Linked DNA regions of Mus musculus: all the other regions are linked to region 4. Evidence: chromatin contacts called from public HiCAR-type, HiChIP or PLAC-seq and promoter capture Hi-C data. All regions are on one chromosome and are shown on one strand. The core of a region is the stretch at or near the end of the contact, and the rest is flanking DNA. Distances in the headings are between cores, read along the strand shown. Region 1 holds the start of Stoml2 (stomatin (Epb7.2)-like 2). Region 2 holds the start of Dnajb5 (DnaJ heat shock protein family (Hsp40) member B5). Region 3 holds the start of Xpa (xeroderma pigmentosum, complementation group A). Region 4 holds the start of Rnf38 (ring finger protein 38). Region 5 holds the start of Igfbpl1 (insulin-like growth factor binding protein-like 1). Region 6 holds the start of Ccdc180 (coiled-coil domain containing 180).

What was found. HiCAR-type assays count read pairs that join an accessible place to other places. HiChIP or PLAC-seq counts read pairs in DNA pulled down with a chosen protein or histone mark. Capture Hi-C pulls out chosen DNA fragments and counts their contacts.
Region 1: a contact with region 4 is called in a promoter capture Hi-C map of adipose tissue, with 2.5 times the contacts expected there. The contact joins the promoter of Stoml2 here to the promoter of Rnf38 in region 4. A contact is called at or near these places in 1 of 39 promoter capture datasets (embryonic stem cells), 1 of 484 Hi-C or Micro-C datasets (uterus), 1 of 115 datasets of contacts at active chromatin or transcription factors (pancreatic cancer cells) and 1 of 9 other capture datasets (adipose tissue).
Region 2: an H3K27ac HiChIP or PLAC-seq map of embryonic stem cells shows a contact between it and region 4, with 6 times the contacts expected there. The contact joins the promoter of Dnajb5 here to the promoter of Rnf38 in region 4. A contact is called at or near these places in 1 of 484 Hi-C or Micro-C datasets (CD4 T cells), 2 of 115 datasets of contacts at active chromatin or transcription factors (double positive thymocytes and embryonic stem cells) and 1 of 9 other capture datasets (adipose tissue).
Region 3: a HiCAR-type map of astrocytes shows a contact between it and region 4, with 3 times the contacts expected there. The contact joins the promoter of Xpa here to the promoter of Rnf38 in region 4. A contact is called at or near these places in 1 of 39 promoter capture datasets (pre-B cells) and 1 of 115 datasets of contacts at active chromatin or transcription factors (astrocytes).
Region 5: a contact with region 4 is called in an H3K27ac HiChIP or PLAC-seq map of embryonic stem cells, with 3 times the contacts expected there. The contact joins the promoter of Igfbpl1 here to the promoter of Rnf38 in region 4. A contact is called at or near these places in 1 of 39 promoter capture datasets (pre-B cells) and 2 of 115 datasets of contacts at active chromatin or transcription factors (embryonic forebrain and embryonic stem cells).
Region 6: an H3K27ac HiChIP or PLAC-seq map of large pre-B cells shows a contact between it and region 4, with 7 times the contacts expected there. The contact joins the promoter of Ccdc180 here to the promoter of Rnf38 in region 4.

Annotation. Positions count from the first base shown.
Region 1 is chr4:43,028,875-43,032,886 of GRCm38.p6, forward strand. It overlaps Stoml2 (stomatin (Epb7.2)-like 2), which reads right to left and starts at 2,510. Exons shown (of 10, transcript NM_023231.2): 1 at 2,455-2,510; 2 at 2,097-2,234; 3 at 1,562-1,661; 4 at 1,366-1,424; 5 at 1,175-1,276; 6 at 896-1,030; 7 at 619-763; 8 at 405-484; 9 at 64-192. The coding sequence starts at 2,499. Fam214b (family with sequence similarity 214, member B) reads right to left here. Exons shown (of 9, transcript NM_001253353.1): 9 at 3,540-4,012.
Region 2 is chr4:42,947,630-42,951,788 of GRCm38.p6, forward strand. It overlaps Dnajb5 (DnaJ heat shock protein family (Hsp40) member B5), which reads left to right and starts at 2,238. Exons shown (of 5, transcript NM_001355438.1): 1 at 2,238-2,375; 2 at 2,847-3,314. The coding sequence starts at 3,133.
Region 3 is chr4:46,194,274-46,198,221 of GRCm38.p6, forward strand. Xpa (xeroderma pigmentosum, complementation group A) reads right to left here and starts at 2,038. Exons shown (of 6, transcript NM_011728.2): 1 at 1,776-2,038. The coding sequence starts at 1,947.
Region 4 is chr4:44,232,077-44,235,923 of GRCm38.p6, forward strand. It overlaps Rnf38 (ring finger protein 38), which reads right to left and starts at 1,829. Exons shown (of 12, transcript NM_001379580.1): 1 at 1,467-1,829. The coding sequence starts at 1,731.
Region 5 is chr4:45,825,539-45,829,683 of GRCm38.p6, forward strand. It overlaps Igfbpl1 (insulin-like growth factor binding protein-like 1), which reads right to left and starts at 1,289. Exons shown (of 5, transcript NM_018741.2): 1 at 820-1,289. The coding sequence starts at 1,255. It also overlaps a transcript of Stra6l not described here.
Region 6 is chr4:45,888,820-45,893,138 of GRCm38.p6, forward strand. Ccdc180 (coiled-coil domain containing 180) reads left to right here and starts at 1,484. Exons shown (of 38, transcript NM_198660.2): 1 at 1,484-1,568; 2 at 2,033-2,130. The coding sequence starts at 1,547.

The sequences.
Region 1 (4,012 bases), core at 1,260-3,759, 1.2 Mb before region 4:
TGGAAACCTTCATTCTTAGCTCCTGACACTGTTATTGTATGCTTATCTTCAAAGAGCTCTAACCTGAGCCACCATACTCGTGACGTCGCTGGGATTGGAGGGCAGTAGCACTGTGTTGGAATCCTTGGCCAGTTTGGAGAATGCGCTGACATACTGCTCAGCCACAGTGAGCGAAGCTGCTGCATCTCCATTCTGTAGCCACAGTGCATAAAAATCAGAGGTCAGAGATTTGGGGAGAAAAGAGAAAGGTTACGTTCCTGGAAAAGGGGCTATACAAATCCTAACACAAAGCTCACATAATCTGGCTTAATGGAGCCACGCTGTCAGGAACTCCCCATAAGGATAGAAGAGAAAAGCCCTTCTACTGTCTATTCCCACCCCACCCACACCCATCAGCCTCTCACATGTTGAGTCAGAGCCCCAGCCAGAATTCGAATCGCTTCGGCTTTAGCCTTGGCCTTGGCCAGAACTGCACTGGCTTCTCCTAAAAGAAAAAACAAAAAAACCAAACACAGTAGTTTGACCCATGCAATTAGAGAAGCCCAAAGCCTCTGTCCCAGCCGTTATCTTTAAAGCCCTGGGCCCTGCTCCTCCCTCTGCCTCTCACCCACTGCTCACCTGCCGCCTGATTTATCTGTTCAGCCTTTTCTGCTTCGGAGGCCAGAATCTGGGCCTGTTTCTTCCCCTCTGCCACATTAATAGCTGACTCTCGTGTCCCTTCGGACTCTAGAACTGTGGCCCGCTTCCGGCGCTCTGCCTCTACCTGAAAGCCCCAATGACCCCCATCAAAAAGAAGGCAGGAGAATCTCTAACCAGGACTTACATACAACTCTATCTCCCACAATAGGGGATTCTAGTCCCAGTGGAACTGGAGTAACCCAATCTGTTTCCCTACCTGCATCTGCATAGACTCTTTCACTCGAGGTGGCACATGGATGTCCTTGATCTCGTATCGCAGGCATCGGATACCCCAGCAGTCTGCAGCCTGGTTGATGGCATCCACAATGTTGGCATTCAGGGACTCACGCTCCTAGATGAACAGAACTTGTGAGCAGCACAAGTCAGTGTCTCTATCAAAAGCCTAAACTGGGAAGGCCCCTGGCTAACCTTGCTCCCCAGGAAAGAGTCAACAGTTTATGCACTTAAGCCCTTACTCCAGCCCAGATCCGCTTACCCGAAAAACTTTGTCCAGAGAGAGTTTGCCAAGCTCTGATCTCATAGTCGTCTGAGCTAACTGGGTGACAGCATACTCTGGGTCTTCCACACCGTAACTTGCCTGAAAGGGCAGGTATAGGATCAGAACTGAAGATGCAGGATTTTAAGGAAGAGGCAGTTCAGAAAACTAGATAAACCCAGGGCAGATACCTTGTAAGGATCCATGATGCGCAGATAAAGGACTCCATCTATTTGTAGTGTTACATTGTCTGCAGGAGCAAACAGAAGAGAAAAAAACTGTCGGTCAGACCTCTAAGTCCCAACCAGCTCTTTCTCCTAAGCCCTGGATCTATAGCAACCACATCCTAGCGCACTTAGCACATCCCTGTCACCCCATCGCTCTCACCAAGAGTTACGGCTGACTGCTCAGGCACGTTGATAACAATTTCCTTGAGACTCTGCACATACCGGATTCGGTCTAACACGGGGATCAGGACGTTCAGGCCCTGAGAAGAGGAGCCATAGATTCTCAGAAGGGTGAGGCTAGTAAACTTGAACTCTAAGCTAAGTCTGGAGTAAGTAGTAAGTCACGTATAAACATAGAGAAGCAATCCCTCCTATCATGGCCTCAAAGGCTGGGGTGTCACTGGTAGGGAAACCTAAGAGTACAAAAAGATAAGACTAGGCTTATGAATGTCAAGAATGGAAGCCAGCAAGAGCTGCTGCCTTTAGAGTATGGTAGCTCCAGGAATGAAGCCTATGGGTCACTAGGGTATTAGGAAAGCGGGGAAACACGGAGGTGGTGTTCAGGAGACTGGGCTCTGCTAGAACTGGTCCTCGCAGGTTAGAAGTGCAGACAGGCCCCGACGGAAGTCCCACTTCCACACGAGTAAACGATCAGACGATCTGGCTGGCTGAGGGCGGGCAAGAGAGGTTCTCACCGGTTCCAGGATCCGGTGGAATCGGCCCATTCGCTCCACCACCCAGGCCTCCTGCTGAGGCACAAACAGGATCACGGTGTTTCGGGGCAGTCCAGAGGAGGCGCGGCGCGGAACGCGGCCAGAAGCCTGCACCGAGCCCTGAAGGAAGACGAGAGTAGGCTGGGGACCAGGCGCGGATCCCTAAATCCCTCTCCCTAGATCTCGACACCCCCCCCAAGGGTCCCCGGAGAGTGATTCACGTGGGGACCATGACCTGTGACCACAGTCCTTCCCCCAAAGTTAGAAGCCCACTCCTTCCCAGCTCAAGACCCAGGTGATGTCGGTCCCGAGCCTCTGGTGAAGGTTGCCTCGCTCTCACCCTCAGCAAAAGGGCTCCAGTGCCCCGCGCCGCGCGCGCCAGCATTTCCCACAGCCTCGGCGACCTCCGGAACCAACGAGAGGTGGGGCAGAGCGGCCTCTTGTGAAGCCTGAACCCGAGCCCTTCCTTCAGCTGGTCCACTCCGCCCGACGTACTTCCGGCGTATTAGTCCACCCTCCCATCCCCACTAGTCGGCGTCCGTCAAATCGTTCCCTGGGAAACGTAGGCTTTGAAGAGAGAGCCCGAGAGTGCAAGTTTGTTCTGGTTCTCAAAAACTACGAAGCTCCTGGGCATTGTGGTAGAAATTGAGGCAATATTCCGTCCGCAAGTGGTACAGGAACACCGCCCACCAAATTCTGTACCCACAGCCGTGACTCAGTTTACCCTCCAGCTCGTGTATAACTGTCCTAATCTGTCACCATAACGACAATGGATTGGATTGGCGCTCAGTAGTTGCCCGTGGTTGCCATAGTGACATTCTTGGGTAGTCATGCTGTTGTGCCCAGCTCTCCCACTGGGGACTGACCCCATTCCCGTTGTCATGGTAACTAGGAGGCCTAACTTTACCTTAGGACTGGGCGGAGATTTCTCCCTTCCCTCTTTTCCCAAGGCATCAACAGCTCTTTTTCATATTTTTTTCTGAGCCAGAAACGGTCAGGCATGATCCCCTTACATACAGAGGGAAACAAAGAGCCTCAGCCTTTCATTTTTGTCTGAAACACATCAACCTTGCTCAGGTCTCTGACACTCTCTCAAATACAAGCTTTAAGAGGCCTGTATCCCCCCTCATCTCCTTCTTCTCATTCTCCTCCTCCTCCTTCATTTTACATATACAGACACTGAGGTTCTGATGGGGCTAAACTACAGAATCAGTGTAAGAATCCAGATTCTCAGAGTTTAGCCTCTGTAGCTTCACTTTACCCACCCAGCCCCCAGCACCTTATACAAAAAGGACTAAGACTATGGTCCAAGACTCAGCTCATCCCAGCCTAAGATCTCATGGGTTTGAGCTTGTTGCCAGAATTCCAGCTCCCTTTAGGCCCCACATCTCCATCCTCTTGAACACAAAAAAAAGTAGAGGTTAGTTCAAGTTTCCAAACAAGAATTTATTCTTTTTTTTTTCCTTAAAAAATGTACCAGGTACAATTTTTCCCATTTTTTTGTTTGTTTGTTTTGTTTTTCAAGTTTCAGCAAATGCTTGTTCCCCTCAGCCAAGCCCCAAGAGTTAAGGGTTGAGGCTGGGTCAGAGTCTTAAGTGAGGAGTGGAGTAACTGGGAACCATGTGACTGAATGAGGGGCACCCCTCATCCCAGCTGAGGTAGGTGGGTCAGAGTCTGGTCAGGTGAGAGGAGGTTCCCCAGTCCTTAGGCCTGACTCTGTCCCTGGACACCTTCCTCAGTCAGGACACCAAAGCAAGGAGACACAGGCAGGAGGAGAGGGACAAGTGAGTCTGAGCCCTAGGTAAGAGGTGGCTAAACCCCTGTGTTACACATACATGCACATTCTGTCTCTCTCTCACACACACACCCTACACAAACCCAAGTTTGTATGCACGCAC
Region 2 (4,159 bases), core at 988-3,487, 1.3 Mb before region 4:
TGGAAAGGCCAATAGGCTAACTGGCTCCACACTCCCATTCTTACAGTCTATGCTGCCCTGTGTTCTCTGGGTCAGATGCCCTAGAAAGTAGGACAAATGGCAACAATAGTGCTCCAGGCAGACAGTGAAGTGTGGGTCACCACTCTGAGGACATAAACCTCCAGGCCCTGAAGTCCAGGCTGACAGTTTATCATCAGCTGAGCCAGGTAAAGGCTCATGGCTAAACCCTCCCTCTGTGCTGGCATGAGCAAGGCTGGGAGCAGCAAGAGACAGGCCTAGAATTAGGAAGAAACACAGCTAGGGCCCCTCACATCAGGAGGAAGGATACTGGTGGCCCCCAAATCCTTGGGGCCAGTACCATTCCTAGATTGCCTCTTCCCAGGATACCATGTCCACTCCCTGCCACTCCCTCATCGTGGCCTCATCCCTTCCTTCTCCCTCTGCCTCATCTGGTTTCTCTGTCCTGCCATTCTATTGCTCCTCCAGTCTCCCCCTGACCCATCTCCCCTTCCTCTCACCTGCCCAGTTGTCTTTGCCTCCCACCCGCATCTTACGGCCCCCTTATCCAGTTCCCATCCCATCTCCTTCAACCAGATACCTGTTCAGTCCTCATACTGCGGGCTCCACACCCCCTTCCTTGCCCCTCTGCCCAACTCCTCTTTTCACCCTAGCTCCTTTTTCTATTTTAAACTCAAATTCCTTTGCACTTGGGAGTTCATGTGGAACAATGGGAAAAGAAGGGTTGTTAAGAATATGCAGAACTTGCCCCCCACCCCCAAAGACCCAGTCCCCTTTCCTGCCCTATTCTGGGGCCTAGGTACTCCAAGCCTCAGTTTACAGTTCCAACTGCTCTTCATGGCCTCATAGATATCTAAATCCGGTCCTGAGAACTGGCGAAGAATAAGGTGAGAGAATTTTCTCAAGCCTTTGTCACCAAATCTCCCAAGAACCCCCTCCCCCTCTTCACCCCCAGATTACCCCCATCCACCCCCCCCCCCCGCTCCCTCCAGCACAGATGGGCCTGGGAGACAGTAACGTGGGCGCCAAGCTCGGTGTCTGCTGGAGCGGCGGCTTCCGCTGGCGACCGCCTCCGCAGGCCCGCCTGCTCCGAGTATCGGGGACACTGGGGCTGAGATTTAATGATTTACTAGGGGGCTGGGGGGCCAGAGATGACAGTGCATGAGGGTGCTAAGAAAGAGGATCATGAAAAGCTGAGGTAAAAGATTAAAGGGGGAACTATGAGCTATGAGATTGCAGACTATGGAAGCAGGGAATTGAATTAAGAATTAAGACAAAAGGCGGGAGATGGAGGGGGAAGTAAAAAGATACAGAACAGGGCAGAAATTTGGTGTGAGGGAAGACCAGGTATCACAGGGGGTAAGAAAAAGGACGGGGGGGGGGGGCGGGCAGCGAGGAGAAGATGGAAGGTTAGTTTATAACGAGGTTGAACTGGACACTGTGGACTCCAAGTGGCTGAGAAGCCACTGCTCCTAAGCGAGCCGCTGTGAAAGGACTGAAGATGGAGGGCATCTGGACAGAGACTCAGGAAGGTGTTACCAGTTACTAGCGCAGAGGATAATCACAGGGGCACTTAGAATCTCAGCTCTATCCGGCTCTGTTTTGTGTTACAGTTAAACCATGGCAGGTCAATCCCAGGTCAAGACAAGGGAAAGCTAAACCAGGCCAGGTCAAGTTGGATCACAATCTGATAGAAGACGAGTAAGAAGGGATGAGCTTTGGATACTGATCCAGAGCCTTTGCCTCTCCTTCGACTCGAAAGAATGCCTGGTGTCACCAACAACTGATGAGTGCAGCTTTCCTAATAGGTTGTCTTTGAGGTTGCACTCGTTCCAGAAGGTTCTCCCTGGACTCAGGCGGTGGCTAGAATGTCTCACCTTCTCATACTGGAGACTGGACTAATATAGTTGCCCACACTGGCTTGGGTCGAAATCACAGGGACCAGCCAATAAAATCAAAGGGCGCCTGGAGTTGCCTCCCTATGTTCTTTTCACCAATAACACGACGAGATGGAGAAGAGGTGTGGTTGATTGATCCCAGAGGGCACCAATCACACCCACACCAATCACTGCCCGGAATGTGTGCGCGTGTGGCCGGGTGACAGGGGCGGAGAAGAGGTGGCTATCACCCGGACGCTCGTTGAGAGGTATCCAATCACAGAAGAGTCTGAGCTGAGTGACGGATAGACCGGGCAATGGGAAGCGCGGAGGCGGAGCCGTGGGGGCGGGCTCCCGGTCCCGCTGTCTGCGGCCGGCGGGCAGGCGACTCCTGTCCCGAGTGGAGGCGGCGGAGCCGGAGCCGGGGGAGGGGGCAGCGGCTGATAGAAGGACCGCGGCGGCGCCCGCAGCTCCTCACCGGTGAGGGCGCTGAGCGAGGACTCGGGGGTCCCGGGAGTGGGGCGTCGAGAAGAGAGGTCCTGGTATGGGGGGTTGGGACACCGTGGGCCCATAGTCTCCTCTGTCGTAGGGGTGAGGGGCCTGGGAGCTCGGGGTCTGCCAGGTGCTGGGTATCTGCGACAAGGGTCGGGTTGGGTCGGGTCGGATTGGGTTGCGCCGGGCGGAGGCGTTTCTGAGCAGGCCAGCCAGCCAGCTGGGGTGACATCACCGACCCCCCTCCCCCGCGCGAACCCCCTTCCTTCCTCTCCCTGCCGCGCCTTTTGTCCGGGCCAGGCTCGGCTCTGCCCCGCCCCTCCCCGCCCATCTGCGGGGGAGGAGACTCCCCGTCAGTGACTTCATTGAGTAGGTTCTTGGGGATTGGGCTTGGGTCCTCCCCAGAGAGGCGAGAGGAGCTCACTGACTCTCAGGCCCTCACTATCACACCTGTCACAGGTACACACGCTGCCACTCAACAACTACACACTGTCACTGCCAGCCTCACTGTCACACAGCCGAACAGGCGCTCACATCATTCAGCCAGACACTGCTGCACCTGAGAGCAGGTGGCCACTGGATCCTCTCTCTGCACTCTACACCTGGGGACCGGGTCCAGCTCCCTGGGCACGATACAGGCCTTGCTGGGTCACGGCCTCTGGGAATCTGAGGAGGTGGCTTCCAGAGCTACAGCGTCCCAAGCAGGCTCCGGTGGAGCGATCAGAGGTGAGGGGCTTGGCTGGGCATGTTTAAGCGCACAGTGCTGTCCTGCCCACCCCCAGCAGCACCCCCACTGCAGGCTCGAGGAGCTTTCCGGAGCTTCCCACACTTCTGGGGAGAAGACTTCTTAGCCAGCTTGATGTTTAAAATTCAGCTGGAGCCCTTAAAACTTCGAGCGTGGACGCTGAATGGGTTTGTAAAGTTTCGGTAAGTCCCTCCTGAGAAGGGCGCTCATACCCATGCCAAGTCAGATTCTCCACATCAGCCATTCCCTGCATTGCCTCCTTCCTTCCTCCCTGTCATCCTCATCTCCCCCCGGTATGTGCATGAGTCCCCTTGACCTCACCTGTACTTTTGAATGAATTGTACCCCATGTCATTCATCTCTCTCTCAAACTCATGTTTCCACGAATATCTCCAATATTTCAGCTCTTAGGTTCTCCCTCCCAACCCATCAGTAACGTGTGGTCCACTTCAGCCTTTTCCTTTTGTCATCTCTCATCCCTGTCCGTCAGACCCTGTCTCCTCCCTGTACTTGATGGTCCCTCTTGCTATCTGTCCTCATTTTTTCTTTCATCCCTAGCTCTACCTTGACATACTCATTCTTCATCAAAGGCAGAGCCATGCCTTGGGGCTCCTTTGTCATCCTACCACGTGGCTTGTGGGGAGGGAGAGGGAAGGAGGGTGGAAAGAAGGAGGGAAAGGAGGCAGGTCCTGAGAGTTTGCCCTGTGTCTGTAGAGGCAAGAGAATTATGGGTCTAGAGCAGCTAGCAGGTGGGTGCCGGAGAGGAAGCTGGCTGTGGTGGGGAAGAGATATTGAAGGACTACAAACGGTGGGTGGGCTGGTAAGCTGGGTCACTGCCCTCTGCCTGGAAGCCGCTGGAGTTCCCTGGGCACCCTGTTGCTGCTGTTCTAGGTTTCTTCCTGTCCTGGGGGAGAGAAAGTGTGGGCTGAGGCAAAGATGGCAGACCACCCATCTCCCTCTCAGACTGCTTTTAATGCCGTTTCCGAAAATGGCTGCCCTCCTCCAGATGATCTTTCTTCTCTGCCTCC
Region 3 (3,948 bases), core at 788-3,287, 2.0 Mb after region 4:
GGATTGTGGTGATAACTAGTATTTACTCCGAGGATTCTATACTAGACACTTGTCAAAAAAAAAAAAAAAAAAAAAAAAAAAACACTTTAAGAGGATTAGAATAACTAGACCTGAAAGTGAGCAAACAGGATAAGCCTAGCTGGGAAGTGTCTTTAAGAAGCGCCCTGAGGACCTAGCCGCAGAAGCAAGGAGCAGAAGTGATTCCCTGTGACAAACAGAAAACGGCAAACGGAAGGGAAAACTGCCAAAGCCCAAGGGTTAAAACTCACACCAGGGTATAAACCTCTGAAGGAGAAAGCCCTTTCTCCCCAGGCTGGTGAGTGAAATGAGGGGCAGGGCGTTCAAACGAGATACGGAACTCACTTGCTTCCAAGGGCAACAACACTTACCAGGTAGACTGACCGACCCTGCCTAACTTCGGCTATTTTTCTTTTTCCAACCCAGGGTCTTGAGCACACCAGGCAAGCACTTGACTACTGAGAAACATCCATGGCTCTCCTAGTTTTCAGAGTCCAGGCCTCCCTAACTTGCTCAGGCCGACCTGGAACTCTAGCCCTGGCAGTTCTTGAACTCAAGATCCTCCTGTCTCAGCCTCCCCAGCAGCTCTGGTCACAGGCCCAGCAATCAGGCTACTACTTCGGCTACTTCTAGCTTTCCTAGTGCTCTGGACTTCTCGTGTGGAACTGAACTATACTGTCTCTGCACTTGCCAGGCTGTCTGACGTTGTAGAAACTCTCATGACTCTAGACGTTGCCAGCAGGTAGATGGACATTGGTAAGCCATTTATCCAACAGTGTCCATCCGCCTACAAATAATGAGAAACTGAGGGTGCAATTTCGGACTTACAAGATCTGCACTATAACCAACAAAGATAATGAAAAGTACTTTTTACTTTACAAAATGGTAAGTAAGGGCTTTCGATTTATTTTGAAAGATTCAAATCTAAGCTAGTTAGTTACAAGCCAGCTCTGCTGGTCAAGAGCAACAAATCAAATTCAATGGCAAGTCTAAAGGTACAAACAGCCATAAAATATACGCATTATTATTTATACCTGCTGCCAAAACAAGTACTTAACACACACACACATATGTGTGTGTATATATATATAAATATATACATACATATGTGTGTATATGTATATATGTATATACATACACACACACACACACACACACACACACACACACACATATATATATATATAGTGGAGTTGTGAAAGAGGGATTGAAAAGAAGTAAATTACTTTTGTAGAAATAACTCGGGTGAATTACTCCAAAGAGCAATACCAGCAGCCTAAAGCACAACGGACATTAAAACCGGAAAACAGCAAGACAGGGGCTACCCTAAAATGCCAAGTATAGCCAAAATGAACCCAGGGCAACATGCCACTCAGTAAAACAGGGTTACCAAGCCCTGCCCTTTCCATTTTCCAAGGTGTCCATAAGAATACAATAGAGTAACTCCCAAGTGCTAGGCTCTGCGAGTGTTATTCTACTTTGAGCCCTGGAAGGCGCGGCCCATGTAAAAGACTGGGTCAGGGTCAGTTCTGCTGGGTGCTGGCCTGGGAGACGGCGCAGGCTGAAAGCTCTGCACCATAGACGTGCCGGGCAAAGGGCACGACAGGGAAGGCCAGGGACCACAGAGACGCGGGCGTGCTCGGCTGTTCCCGCACACCGAGCCAGAGCGGGCGGCCAAGGCGCAGCGGGAAGGCCCGGGATGCGGTCACAAACCCGCGGGAGGGAGGCCCTACGCGCGCCCGTGGAGGGGACCCCACCTCCGGTGGCCGCCGCCGCGGGGTAGGGCCGCGCAGCCAGCCGAGCCTGGCGCAGCATCAGTGCCCGCTGTCGCTTCCGCTCCACGCTCGCGCGTACGGCGGCCGGCAGCTGCGCGGGCTCGTCCGCGGCCACGGGCTCAGGTGACGTCTGCTTTTCCTCGGCCGTCGCCATCGCCTACACACTCCGTAGGAAGGGAACGCGTATTGTTGGTGAACAGCGGAGCCACAAGTACCCGGCCCTACTCCATCACCAGGCAAGGAGAAGAGCTACGCATGCGCAGTCGAGGAGTCCTGGTGGAAAAGCCTATGAAGGGCGAGGCAGTACGCCTGCGCAGCCGAGGAGTGGTGGCGGAAGAGATGATAGTGCACTTGTTGACAAACAATCCGGACTAAGCGATGGGGGAGAATCAGGACTTTAAAGTCATCCCTGTGTTCCAGACCAGCCTGAGCTACATGAGACCCTGTCTCCAAAAGTAAAGAGAACATGGAAAAGAGCATTGGGAAAGAATGGCTGTGTGACAGCTAAAAAGCATGAGAAAACAGGAAGGCAACAGAGAAAAGTGGGACGTGGTATGAGCTCCAAACCCAGCTGCGGGCCATGGGTAGAGAGCCAAAGCCATAGCCACATGGAGAGCCAGACAGCCCCATGACAACAGACTGGCCATTCTATACACAAATGAAACCCTTGTTTTCATCCAGTGGGGGAAACGTGATGTGGCAGTGACTCCTCCTGTGTGAGCCATCTTTCCAAAGATGGCTTTGGAAAAGAAATGCACATTGTTACTCCCCGTGTTTTGGACCGATGTGCCAGGGGGCTTGTTCATAGCATAGCTGCTCCCGAAAACCAAAAGCTGGAATCTACCCAAATGTCCATCAACTTTTGAATGGCTAAACAATGCATAGTATTACCATACAATGAACTATTTTTCTTCAAACATGAGAAAAATGAAGCGCTGGTCCATGCTACGACATGACTGAACTTTGAAAATGTTACTCTAAGAGGAAAAAGCCATTCACAAATGCATATGTTTATGTGAAACTCACAGAATAAGCAAGCCCGCCATAACAGAAAGCAGTCCAGAGGTTCCTAGAGTTTGCAGCTAAGGAGTAACCAGGAGGAGATGCTCCTCTGTAGGTATGAGGCTGCCTCCTGAGGTGATGAGAATTCTAGAACTAGACACTCTTGATGATTGTGCAACTCTGTGGATGTATTTTCTGGCCAGAGCAGGGAATCTGAGCACCAGAATTATAAAGAACCCCACCTCCACCCCACCCCTGGGTAGCACCAAACCTTAAGTGGCAGCACCTGTGATGACCACCACAGTCTCTGCACATTTCTGGCTTGGTGGCTGAGGGAATGAGGTAACAGGATCTCCCCCAAAATAACCTCTGAGAGTGGCCAGTGCTCAGAATCCTCTCCCCCACAAAGCACCGAATCTGACAGGTTGCAGGGTGTGGCTCAGGTGCGTCCTGAGCCCCAGTGTTTTGAAACTCTTGGCAACTTGTTCTTCCTTTCCAGGTTAACTCCCTCTCCTTTGGCTCAGGGACTTTTTGTGATAGAGTTTCAGGTAACCAGGTCTGAACTGTGAGCTGGCGCCTCAGCTCAAAGCAGTCTCCCTCTTCAGAAAGGAAGAGTGCTCGCCCTCATCTGTACACTCCACTGGGTGACAAAGGCTACGGGTTTGCTCAGAGCAAAACACATGAGTCACTTGGTGGGGGTACAAAAGGAAAAAGGGCAGGGACAGCAAACCAGGGGCCCTGTCCTTGCCTCTTCCCATCCTGTCTCGAGGAAACCATGACTGTATCCACTTTCCCACATTATACCTCCTTCACCTCCCAGACTGACAGATCCTGACTAAACAAGGAAGCTGCGTAAAGGACAGAGAGCATTGAAACCCCAATGGAACTGAAGGAAAGTAGACTCTGAAAAAGGGAATCCAGGAAGATGGGGTAAGACACGGACAGAGGCCGTGCTCAGACTGTCTCTCTGTGTGCATGACTGGGCTGTTTTTCCTCTGATTCCCTGAGGTTTTGGCCCTTAAATGCAGTCACCTTGGCCATCACTGGCACCCACTCACAACAGAAGCATGTCTTTGAGCAGGTTTTCATGTCACTGAGAGCTCCCGGGCTGAGGACCCAGCACACAGCAATGAATTAGTCCTATTCTTCCTCT
Region 4 (3,847 bases), core at 579-3,078:
ACTCTAGGGTCTGTATCCTTAGGGATGAGAATGAAGAAAGTAGGTGAAGTTAAGGGCAGCATGAGTCTATAACATATTACAACTGTCCTTACCAAAACAAAACCAAAAAAAAAAAAAAAAAAAAAAACCACACACAAAATTATGTCAGACCCATAGGAAAACTCTATATTGTAGACAGCGCTCAGCTTGAAGAGGCTCACTTCAAACTTACCCTATTTGCTTTGCTTGCCTTTTGGAAGCATCCCAGTCTTTTTCTCTAAGCTATCTGCTCTCCTCCCTCCCCTTCAGCAATCCCTTTATCTCCCTTCCCCCACAATAACTACATACCCTCTCTTTTTCCCCATTCCACAGCTTCTACTGATCTTTCCTCATTGCCTGCTATCCTTCCATTGCTTTCTCCTCTGGAAATAATTATTATCCCCTCGCCTTTTCTAAGATGCACGCAGAGTAAAAGCAACTCGCCTAATCACCCCAAGTAAGAATGGATTCCTCCTGAATTGTAAAGCAGGCAGGAGGGTGAGTTGTCCTAACCCTCCCAACTTCCTTCCCCCTTCTAGGACAGCTGCTCTTCCTCAGAGAATTCTCCAAGTGTGTTAAGTCCAGACCATCTAGAAAAGGCTCGGATGGCCTTCTGTCGCATGCATGCTTTTACCAGGACCAGTTATGTATTTCTGTTCCGGGCATAAACAAAACTCGGGCAATTTCCTGGAAAAAGACACTGTATAAACAGGCCTCCTTCCCTTTCATTCCCGCTGGGCTGGCTTAGCCTATGCAGTAGTGAGAAGGCTGACCTGGAGAGGGCCAAACGGTCCCCGAGTCAAGTTTCCAAAGCTCTACTCCACTACCTCAATAAAACCCTCTCGGAGCACATCCCCCTCCCCGCCCCCGGCAGGAGTCCTGCTCGCTCCAGCTCCCAAAATCGGCTCCCCAGGGCACTAAGCTCCCGAGGCAGCTCCTGTTTCTCCTTCCTACCTGTCCTGGTCAGCTTAGCATAGGTTAGCTACCCTGGTGGGTGTGCCAGGGCGCAGGCCCCAACCCCCTTCTTCCTACCACTCCAGACTCAGGGGCTGGGGACTCTGCCTCCTCCTCCCAGCCCCCTCGGCTGACGGCCCGCGCCAGCTCCAGGGTGGCCCTGGTTCTCAGCCAAGACACGACTCTAGCTGGCTTTGTGACCTTGGGCAAGTCACTTCCCCCGGTAAGCCTCAGTTTCCTCCCCGGCAGAGCCGATTCCTCACGAGGTCCTGCCCTGCCCACCCCGCAGGAAGGGGCTGCCCAGCGGGTGCGAAAACGCTTTGTGAGGCGCTCTGCCCGGCGGAGGAGCAGGGCTCCCGGGGTCTCCCGGGCTGGACAAAGCTGTGGCGGGCAAGGCTCCTCCCTCTCCGCGGGACCCCTTGCCCCGGACTGACCCTCACCCCTCCCCGCACAGCCCGCCCCGCCCCGCCCCGCCTCGCCGGCAGACCCCGTACCTGCTCCGGGCGCTCTGCCGCAGGCACCGACACCCTGCGCCCCGCTCCGAAGAGGCCCGTGGCCCGGAGGGCTAAGGCGGCCGGCGGTGATGGGCTCGGGCCGGGGCGGCGGCGGGGGCGGCGGGGGGCGCGGGCGGCGGGGGGGCCCGAGCTCGGCGGGCCCCGGCCTGGGAGACGACGACCGAGGCTGGAAGTGCGCGGCGGCGGCGGCTGAGGCGGCGGCGGCGGCGGCGACCGCGACCGCGGCGGCGGCGCTTCCGCTCATGGCGGGGCCGCGGGCAGCGGCTCGGACTGCGACTCGACTCCGGCGCGGCGGGCGCTGGCTGGGCCCGGACCGGCGGCGAAGGAGGCTGTGGCGGCGACGGAGGCGGCTCCCGGCGGGCCAGGAGGCGGAGCCGAGCCGCGGCGGCGGCGGCGGCGGAGGGGGCGGGGACGCCGGGGGGCGGGGAGACCGCGCCGCGCCGCCAATGAGCGCTGGGCTCCGGGCCGTGGCTCCCGGGCGGCGTCTAGGGGGATCCTCAGCAGCCGCGGCCCGCCCAAGCGGGGAGGCCCGGGCCAAAGCTCTCGGCATCTGCGCCCCAGCCCGGTGCTGCCCCGCCCCCGGCCCGCCTCCGGGGCGCGGCCGCGGGCCTCGGAGGCCAGGCCGACCGCTGCGCAGGCCCTGCCGCTCTGCTGCCTCGGGCGGTGTCTGCGCTGGGGAGTGTACCCCGGTCCGCCCCGGTTAGCCTCAGCCTGCCGGGCGTTCCTCTGCCTTCCCTGCGCCTGCCTGCCTGCTTGCTTCCTGCCTCTGCCCCCTGCACGTCGGTCCTCCCTCCCGGTTGTCTCCTCAAAGTTTGTGCTTTTGAGACACTTAGGAAAGAAACTCTCTCTTCGCTTCTGAGGCTGATTGGTGATAGATCAGTCTCCGCGGAGCCCTAGAGAACCGCAGAGGCGGAGACGCAAGAGTTGGAGATGAACGAGCGCCCTTCCCTGAGTCCTGGAGACCCATCTTGAATTCCCAGCAGAAGCCAGTCCGACTCAGCGGTGGTCCTCGCCCCTGTCTCCGACTTTCTCTTCCTCTTTCTCACTTTAAATACCCTTGTCGGGAAAGCCCTGACAGGAAGCCGTCCAGGCAACTGGGCCTAATCTCAGAAGAGGAAGAGGCTTCGAAGTGAGGAAACATTCGGAGCTGTACTGAAGGCTTTCCTATTATTTGGGGAAGATTTCTGAGGATTCAAAACACCATCATTCCCCCTCCCCCCGGTCTGCCCTCTTTTCTCAAATGCGATGTTGGCGGCTGAACCGATTATCTTCCCATCATTCTCTGGCTCTCGGCGTTATCCATGGAAGAGCAAAATAAACCCAACCATGTGCTGAGTAGAGTCTCTAAGTACAGGCATGTGGGTAAGGGTGCAGCTAAGCTGCTGGCTAGATTGTTTTAATAAAAATTAGCCTCAGCTTTTTCCCTGCACCATGCAAAGAAAGACTGGGAGGGCAAAGCAGACGATCTTTGGCAACAGACATTTCCAAGTCCGCAGTTGACACTAGATGATGCATTGTCTTTCATCTATCCGGTCATTAGCGGTGCTCAGAAATGAAGCTACGACGATAATAACGATATTGTCCAGGCCTTCAGAGAGCTTGCAATCTCCTTGGAGGTCAGAGAGTCTTAGAAGTTATGGATGATAATTGCATCAGAGAAGATCATTCTTGGTCACTTGAGATATTTGTAGTCAAATTTCTGAGCTACACAGAACCTATCTCAAAAAACAAAAACAAAACAAAACAAAAAAAAACCACACACACACACACACAACAACAACAAACCTTTTAAAGATCTTAAGAGCCGGACGTGGTGGCACACGCCTTTAATCCCAGCACTCAGGAGGCAGAGGCAGGCGGATTTCTGAGTTCGAGGCCAGCCTGGTCTACAAAATGAGCTCCAGGACAGCCAGGGCTATACAGAGAAACCCTGTCTCGAAAAACCAAAATAAAATAAAATAAAATAAAAAAGATCTTAAGGATGAGTAGTTCACCAAGAAGGACAGCTCGGGGAAGCTGTACTGAAACACAGTGAGATTATCTTTGACCAAAGGACCTAAATTTTCCTGCATTTCATCCCTGAGTTTCTTGTCACAGGAGAGTCAGATAATGTATTTTCAGGCCAGGGCCTCCATCCTAATAAGGCCACTGAAGAACATCTGTAAACTACTGTCCAGAGGCATCGTCCCTTTCATGAATCGCAGCCATCTTGAGCATTGTTTACCCTGTTTTTGTTGTTATTGTTGTTTTGTTTGTTTTTCAAAACAGGGTTTCCTCTGTGTAGCCCTGGCTGACCTGGAACTCAGGCTGTAGACCAGGCTGGCCTTGAACTCATCTGTCTGCCTCTGTATCCTGAGTGC
Region 5 (4,145 bases), core at 39-2,538, 1.6 Mb after region 4:
AGTTCCCCACTACCCTATCCAGATGAAACAAACACTGTTCTCTCAGAGCTCCTGACCAAGTCAAACCCCACACACAGGCAAAGTAGGCTAGCTTCTCTGGACATCCATAGACACTGCTGTTTTGGGTTTTCTTTCTTTCTTTCTTTCTTTCTTTCTTTCTTTCTTTCTTTCTTTCTTTCTTTCTTTCTTTCTTTCTTTCTTTTTTGACACAGGACAGTGATCAGTTAGGGCACTAGGGGCACTTACAATGTGGTGTTAAAAACCAGTTAACCTTTGACATCCCTAGCAGTTGGTAGTTTTCTATTGATTTCCTTAAAGCAGGACCCTTCAGATTACGTGCCCTTTAGACTGGATCAGCATCTCTGGTCCCACAATCTTTTCAGAGCTCACGTTTCCAAAGGTCTTGCCCTTTGTGGCTGGAAGCTCCTCGAAGCCCTTGGTCTGAGACTCACTGGATAGCCAGGATTCTGATGCTCTGTCTTGGTGCTTCTTGAATCCTGTGTGGGACCCCTGCACTCTGGGAATCCTCACCTTCCTTCCTCCATTCAACCTATCCACCTGGACCCATTTTCAAGTAACTATAATAACAGGTTCTTAAGCATTCACATTCCTGTTTGTTCTAGGGCTGAAGTCTGCACGCAGTGGGTAAGGTAGCAAGCAGGCTGTAGAAAGACGCGAAACACTGCTCCTGAAGGGGAAACTGAGGCCCAGGCTGTGTTGTCCACTTTTGTACAATGAAATTCTCTGTCCCACACCCAAGAGCATTGGGGTCCCGCTCTTCCCATTTGCCTGGGTCTTTCTAGGTCAAACCCCACTCACCGAACTCGCAGGGCCCATCGCGAGCCTTGTGCAGGTGGCCATGGTGCGCGCGGGGTGCATGTCGGGCGCGCAGACGTAGCGCGCAGATGCTGGAGTAGGAGCGGCCGTCAGAGCCGCAGACGGCGCCGCGTTGCGCGCACACGCAAAGCCCGGTGCCCTCGGGCGCCGTCCCCGAGGCGCGACTCGCACACACCAGGCCAGGGCCACAGCGTGAGCCCACGGGTCCCCCGCAACTCGCGCCCTCGGCGCCCAGGCAGCGCGCGCAGCAGCCGCACTCGTCGCGCGCGGAGATCCAGGGCGCTGGGCAAGGCGAGGGCGCAGGGCAGCGATCCTGCTGGCACGGGCTGCACTCGGGGTGTCGTCTACCCGCGTCGCGGAGCCCGAGACCCCGGGCCAGTGATGGCAGGAGCAGGAGCAGCAGCGGCAGACGCGGCATGGCCGGCTCCCAGACGGACGGCAGCAGCGCCTCTGCTCCTCTTAGCGCTCGGTGCGTGCAAAGCCACCGCGCCCGCCCCGCGCCCGCTGATTGGCCCGGCCCGCACCGCGGGGCGCCCCTCGGCCCGGGACCAGCGCTGCGCGGCCCTACTGGCTCACTGAACTGCAGAGAAGTCTCCAGAACAGCTCTGCCACCTCCGATTGAGCGCTGGGGGAGACTCAGCGTGGTCCAAACGGCAACTTGTCTCGGCCTTAAAATGTAATGACTCTCAGTCTTCCCACCAGGACGCCTTATTTTACTTTGCTCTCTTTCTTGTTTTGTTTAGGAAAGGGAATCTCTAGTTTAAGATGCCAGATTTTATAAATGGATAGATGGATTTCTTTCCCAGATCGAATACTCAGTTCCCCAGTCCCATTTCCAGTGGCTGCTCTGGCTATTGGGTTCTTGGGTGTGTTTTCAGGCATCTTCTCTGCCTGTACAAGCATGTGTGAGCACATAGCCCAGTCCCCTCATATAAAACATCCACTGCCCGAGTGCACGTATGATTTTGCACTTGGTCTTTTCTACTTACAGAATTTCCAGTTTCCCACCTTTTATCATCTCTGGAACCCGACTCTCTTTCAAGCAATGGGTGCACAGGTGAAAAGGCTATGTGCTCTCACGGGTCTTTCTTTCTCTCTTTCAAAATTTTTTTTCATTTAATTTAAGTGCACTGGTAAGAAGGTGTCAGATTCCCTTGTGAACTGCTTTATGGGTGCTAAGAATTGAACCCAGGTCCCCTGGAAGAGGAATCCGGTGCTCTTAAGCACTGCACCAAGACTCCAGCGCCTCATGGATATTTCTTAATGCTGCATAAATCCATGCATCTTATAGTTGACAGGGCCTTGAGGTGGCTAGATACAGTGATGTATTTTGGACTTTGTGTGGACCAGTCTTGATTGTTACACTCTGCATATTATTTAGATACACAAATGGAAATTAACCACTTGTGTTCTGACCTTTGGCTACTAAGAATGTTGGGACAGGGTCCCAGAGCACAAATCTCAGGACACCCATATTGAGGTTTGGTCTTTTGCTATGTATTGTAATGCTAAATACTACTACTACTACACACACACACCCCAGGGCCTGGTTGCATGTATACAAGTGATGCTATGTAACCTTACCCACCAAGTTATCCCTGATTGGCGAATAAAGATGCCTATTGTCTATAACTGGGCAGAAGAAAGATGGGCAGTGAGTGATTGGTTTCCCCAGGCTTGGGGTCTGAGGAGAAACCACAAGGAGGAGAGGGGAGAAGGTGCAGAAAAGAGAGATGGCATGTGGTAGGCAAGTGAGTCATGAAAACATGGCCATGAGGCTGGGCAATTGGAGTTAAGAGCAGCTCAGATGAACATAGCAAGTTATAACTCGGGGTTATTGATACGGAAGTAGACATAATAACATGGTGGGTAGATATCTACCCAGCTCTAGTGCTGACTAAGGTTTATTAAAATATAAAAGTTGCATGTCTTTTATCTGGAAACCGAATGACCTAAGGTGGGATAGAAACCCCGATTTGAGATTAAATATCTACCACAACACACCTATGACATAGCTGGTAAAGTGTGTTTAAAGACAGGGTCTGGCTGTGGGGTATCCATACAGGCTACTAGGCAGTCTGCATACTTCATCCCTGACAACGGGGACTGTTGCTGGACACTGATGTGTGGCTAGGGGCATAGATGAAGAGAGAAGAACTTACCAAACCAGGCTTCCAAAGAGCCATCCCTACTGCTCCGTGTCCGCTCTTTTGTATATTTTTGGCTTATGTCTGGAGATGGAGAAAGCCTTTCCGTGCCTGGGAAGAGCTGCTGCAGACCTCTCAAGTGACATGCAGTTTCCTTTCTTAATTCAATTCCTGCCAAGTCTGCGGTCCTCTGAGGTGGGGAGGTCCTTGTCCCCGAAAGAAGCCCTTGTGGAGGTCACTTTATGTGGCGAGCAGAGCAGAGCCATTGAATATAGCCATGTGGCCATCCATTCAAGCTCTTACCTTACAATGGGCCACGTGGAGTAGAGCTGTCAGGGGCCTTGGGAGAACGGAGGTAAGGAGTGAGGAATGGAGAGGGGAATGCTGGGAAAGCTCTCCGCGTGTGCTCAGTACTGAGATTCCAGTAGTCTCAGACACCTCTGGCTTTATCTAGAACGGCCTCCCCACCTGCTCATACCTCTTGACCTTCTGATCTCATCTGTGACTCTTTCCAAAGAAAATAATCGCTCTGGGGATGGAGAGATGGCTCAGTGGCTAAGAGGACTGACTGCCCTTTCAGAGGACCCAGGAAATCTCCTCACATAGACATGTAGGTAGGCAAAACATCAATACACATAAAATAAAAATAAATAAGACATGGTTAGAAAAGAAGGGAGGGAGGGAAGAAGGGAGGGAGGGAGCGAGGGAGGAAGGAAGGAAGAGAGAAAAAGAAAAGAAATCGCTCCATTTGAAGATTTCATCTCTGAGTTGGCCACTGTATCAAAAACTTGGAAACATTCTAAGGCAGCAACGATTGAGTAAATTATGGTCCATCTGTCAATAGAGGTCTAGGTAGACATTAAAATGGGCAATGTGTAGGCTCGTGGAAATGCAAATATGTTTATAATGTATCGTTTATTGTGATGGTCCTTATGAAATATGTATGTCCATGTATGGCATATGCACATGTGAATATAGATGCAGCTGTGTGTGTGTGCATGCGTGTATGAGAGAGAGAGAAAGAGAGAGAGAGAGAGATCATTTAATGATGTGAAGGAAACAATGTTCATGTAACAAAGCAGGATTTGGGAACAGAAGTGATAGACTGTGCACTGCCTTTCAGGAACAATCTGTAACTCCATGCTTGGCTCTATCACTGTC
Region 6 (4,319 bases), core at 234-2,733, 1.7 Mb after region 4:
TTTACTTTTTTGTTTGATGGACTACTGGGATGAGGCCTGAAGCCAGTTCTTTTTTTTTTCTTTTCTTTCCTCTTTCTTTCTTTCTTTTAATTTTTATTTATTTATTTTTTTGGTTTTTCAAGACAGGTTTTCTTTTCAAGACAGCTCTGGCTGTCCTGGAACTCACTCTGTAGACCAGGCTGGCCTCGAACTCAGAAATCCACCTGCCTCTGCCTCCCAAGTGCTGGGATTAAAGGCGTGCGCCACCACGCCCGGTTAGAAGGGAAAATCCACCAGGGCTCCAGTCCTCCTGGACGTTAGTTGGGAAATTTGATTAAATTACTGCTTGTTATAGGTCACGTGCTACTATGGCCAGCTCCCAGGTAGCTGTAACTGCTGGAGCTGAAGGGAAGGGACAAGTTTCTGATGTTAGAAGCTCAAGCCAGCAGCCTTTCCTGGGGTGAGAAAGGGCAGAGACTGAAAACCTCAAAAACAGAACAGAACAGAAAACAAACAAGAGTAAAAAAAAAAAAAGATTCCTGTTTTGAAAAACAAAACAAAACAAAACATATTTTTCATCCCCTCTATAGGTCACCTTCAGGCTTTCTTTTCTTTTCAGCTAAAATGAATCCTGTCTTTATTTTACTTCACCCTGGACCAAACAATGAGTCTAAAAGGGTTTTGTATTCATCTCTTTGTCATTCGCCTCTGTCAAAGAATGAGAGTAGCGTTTTCAGTCAACACTCCTGAGTTCCTGATGCTGCAGCCAGCTTCAGAAGACCACTCACTCTCAGATGTCAGTGTGGGAAGGGCTTGCCAGCAGGTCTGTTCCCCGACTGCTGCCACTGCAGGCCTTCTCTGGAAAGGAGAAGGGTGGCCCACCATACATGAGAAACTAGCTCAGTGGTTTTCAGCCTTCCTAATGCTGCAATCCTTTAATGCAGTTCCTCACATTGTGGTGATTCACAACCATCAAACTATTTTTGTTACTACTTCCTAACTGTAACTTTGCTACTGTTGTGAATCAGAACGAAAACATTTTTGAGTACAGGTTTGTCAAAGGGTTACGATCCATGGGCCGAAAACCACTGCTCTTAGTGGTCTAGTGCACACGGTTCTCATTAAGGCCAGGCAGGTCTTAAGCCTTGAATTCTGAGCCTTCCAACTTACTTTAAAGTGGGAAAGATCTTATTTCTTTCAGTGTCTTTCAGATTCTTACAGGCAAGGGCCACTTTGTGCTGCCTGCCTGCACAGGTTGATTTTAACCCGTGCAACAATGAGAGACTGGATTCCTTGACCACAACAGTCAAGATCTGCACAGGCTTTCTAACCTCCTACTAGCTTTTGGGAACTTTTAAAGGGCGCTCCAAGGACCCAACATTAAAAAGAAGTGGTGAGTTTCACTACTCCACGTGGGCCTCTGCTGTTGCTGAGTGACCTGGCTCCCTGAGAAGGAAGTGTGCTCAGGGACGGCCACGCCCCCTCGTGTTGCCCCATCCCTCGCGTTGCCTAGGAAACCACAGCGTCCTGCTGCAGTTGCTGGCTTCAGGGTGAATCTGAACTTCAGATGCGGGAGCCTCCAGGCTTGGGTAAGGACCTCAAAATTGCTGGGCTTGGGGGACAGCGGGCTGATTGAGCAGATAGGAAGATGGGCGTGTCGCAAACAGTAGGCATAGGCCAGAATCAAACTGCTCCTTCCCTTTGCAACACTCCCCTATTTCTCCCGGAGGATGTGACTAGGGTTCCAGTCCCATCTGACATCTGAGGCAGATTGACGGTCCCTAGAAGAGCTCTAGTGGAGCGCAGACAATAATCCTGCCCTTTCCAGAAAGTGCCTGTGGGATTTACACCCTGGGCGCTGGCGAAGACCCACTCTCTGTCTCTCCCCCTCCTGCTCCCCCGCCCCCCCCCCACCTAATTTTGTTTGAAATCTAAGTTTCCCCTTAAACAAGGTGTCCTGTGGGATCTAGTGCTGTCTTTAGGCTGGAGGTCCTAGCAAGAGGGTCCCAGCCTCTGAGTAAAAACTAAGACCAAGTCCCAAGTGTATTTCCAGAACGAAGAGGAATTGGGCCAGCAGTCAAGATGTCGCCAGTGGGAAAGGTGTCCCAAGTACAGAATGGCAAAGTCTACCAGCAGATCTTCCAGGCCCAGGTAGGTGTCCTGCTGGCCTTTGCTCCCTTTCCCTCCCCTGGTCTCCCCACAAACTTTCCTGGTCCTTTCTAATTTTTCTTTGTTCTGAGAGTTTCCCTGTCTAAGATCCATTTTATTTTTTTTTTTTATTGAGAATAGATTTTTTCATACAGTAATATTCTGATTTCAATCCCCACCCCATCTTCTCCCAGATTTCCCCCCAATAAGCCGATTTTTAAAAAACAGTTCTCTTTGACAATTACTTTGATTTTTTTTTTTAAATTGCTATTGGGTGTATTATAGAAGAACATTGGGGCATTTGGTCTCAAAATTAAAAACTTAATTTTGGTTAAAAATATTTTTAATCGAAATTATTCAGAATTAGTCTGAATTAACCATCTGTGCCTGATTCTTTTTTTTTTTTTAAGATTTATTTATTATATTTATATGAGTACACTGTAGCTGTTTTCAGACACACCAGAAGAGGGCATCAGATTTTATTACAGATGGTTGAGAGCCACCATGTGGTTGCTGGGAATTGAACTCATGACCTCTGGAAGAGCAGTCGGTGCTCTTAACCGCTGATCTGTGTCTGATTCTTTTGGAGAGCATAAAAGCAGTTCTTATTTTTCTGCTTAAAAGGTGAGTCTTGGCCAGGCATGGTAGCTCATGCCTTCAGTTCCAGCACTTGGGAGGCAGGGGCAGGTGTATCTCTGTGTGTCTATGTAGCAAGCCAGATAGACTCTGTTTCAAAAAACCGATGGTAGTGGTGGTGGTGATGGTGGTGGTGGTGGTGGTGATGGTGATGGTGGTGGTATTAGTGGTGGTGGTGGTGGTGGAGGTGATGGTGGAGGTGGTGATGGTGGTGGTGGTGGTGGAGGTGGTGGTGGTGGAGGTGATGGTGGTGGTATTAGTGGTGGTGGTGGTGGTGGAGGTGGTGGTGGTGGAGGTGATGGTGGTGGTAGTGGTGATGGTGGTGGTGGTGGTGATGATGGTTCTTTTTCTGTACTAGGGTTTTGAATCTCCCTTTTCTCCTTGGCAATCTCTCAGAACTCATGTCCATAGCCAGGGGTATTCACACACCTCCCTGGGACCCAGTGTCAGCCTCAGTAGAAGACTTGTCTGGTACCCAGTGTCTGCCCCCATAGAGGACTTGTCTGGTAACCAAAGTAAAAGGCTTTACTGGCCATGGCTATTGTAAAGATTGTTATCCCTTCTTGAATGTACCTTGCAGATCCAAGAGACCTACAAGCTTCAAATCTAGTGTACTGTTATTGAAGTGGCATTCTTATTCATTTGAGCCATAAATCATCCTGCCTGTGTAACCTTCAAAAATAATAAAGGAATAGAGAAACCAGAGAACTCAAATTACTCATACCATTCAGCTCCTTATATATAGCAAGATATTATTCTCAACCTTCCGTTGTTCTCCCATGTATTTTAAAATTTGAAACCACGCTGTAATTTGGGTTGTCTTTTTTTTTTCCCAAAAAAAAGAGGGGGTGACTTTGTTAAATGTACTGGAAGGGACAGAAGGTCTAGCAGTATCCAAACTATCCTGCCTATAATTTTTAATTTATGTTTTAAAATGAGATTTATATTTATTTTGCGTGTTTGAGTGTTGAGCCTGTCTCTGTGTGTGTGTGTGTGTGTGTGTGTGTGTGTGTGTGTGTGTGTGTGCGTGCGCGCTCGCGCTCATGGCTGGTGCTCTAGAAGGCAAGCAGGGCATTGTGAGCCACGCCGCTGATGAGAAAATGGAGCTCTGGTCCCCTGTAAGAACAGCATGTACTCCTGATTCTGGAGCCGGCTCTTGAGCCCTGCAATTTGTGTTTTAATTGCTATGTTTAATGATACACTATTGGGTAATGGTTTCCTTGCCATAAGACATTTGTGGTCATTTCTGTCTCTAGTAAGCAACTACCCTTCCATCAAAGGATTTTTACTTAGCCCATCTCCTATTACTGAATGGTTCTGGGTTATTTTGCTCTGTTTTTGTTGTTTTGTTTTGTTTTTCATTTATTATCAGTTTCTTATGATTACAAAAATAATTGTATTCACTAAATGATCTTCATTCAAAATTTTCTACATATACCTTTCTTGAAACACCCTGTGCCTGTTAAGAGATCTTCTGCACTGGGTGGGCATGGAGTCTGAGTACAGGGAGCCTTCTGGATGCCAGGTGCCTCCATGTCCTCCTACAACGTCCTCCG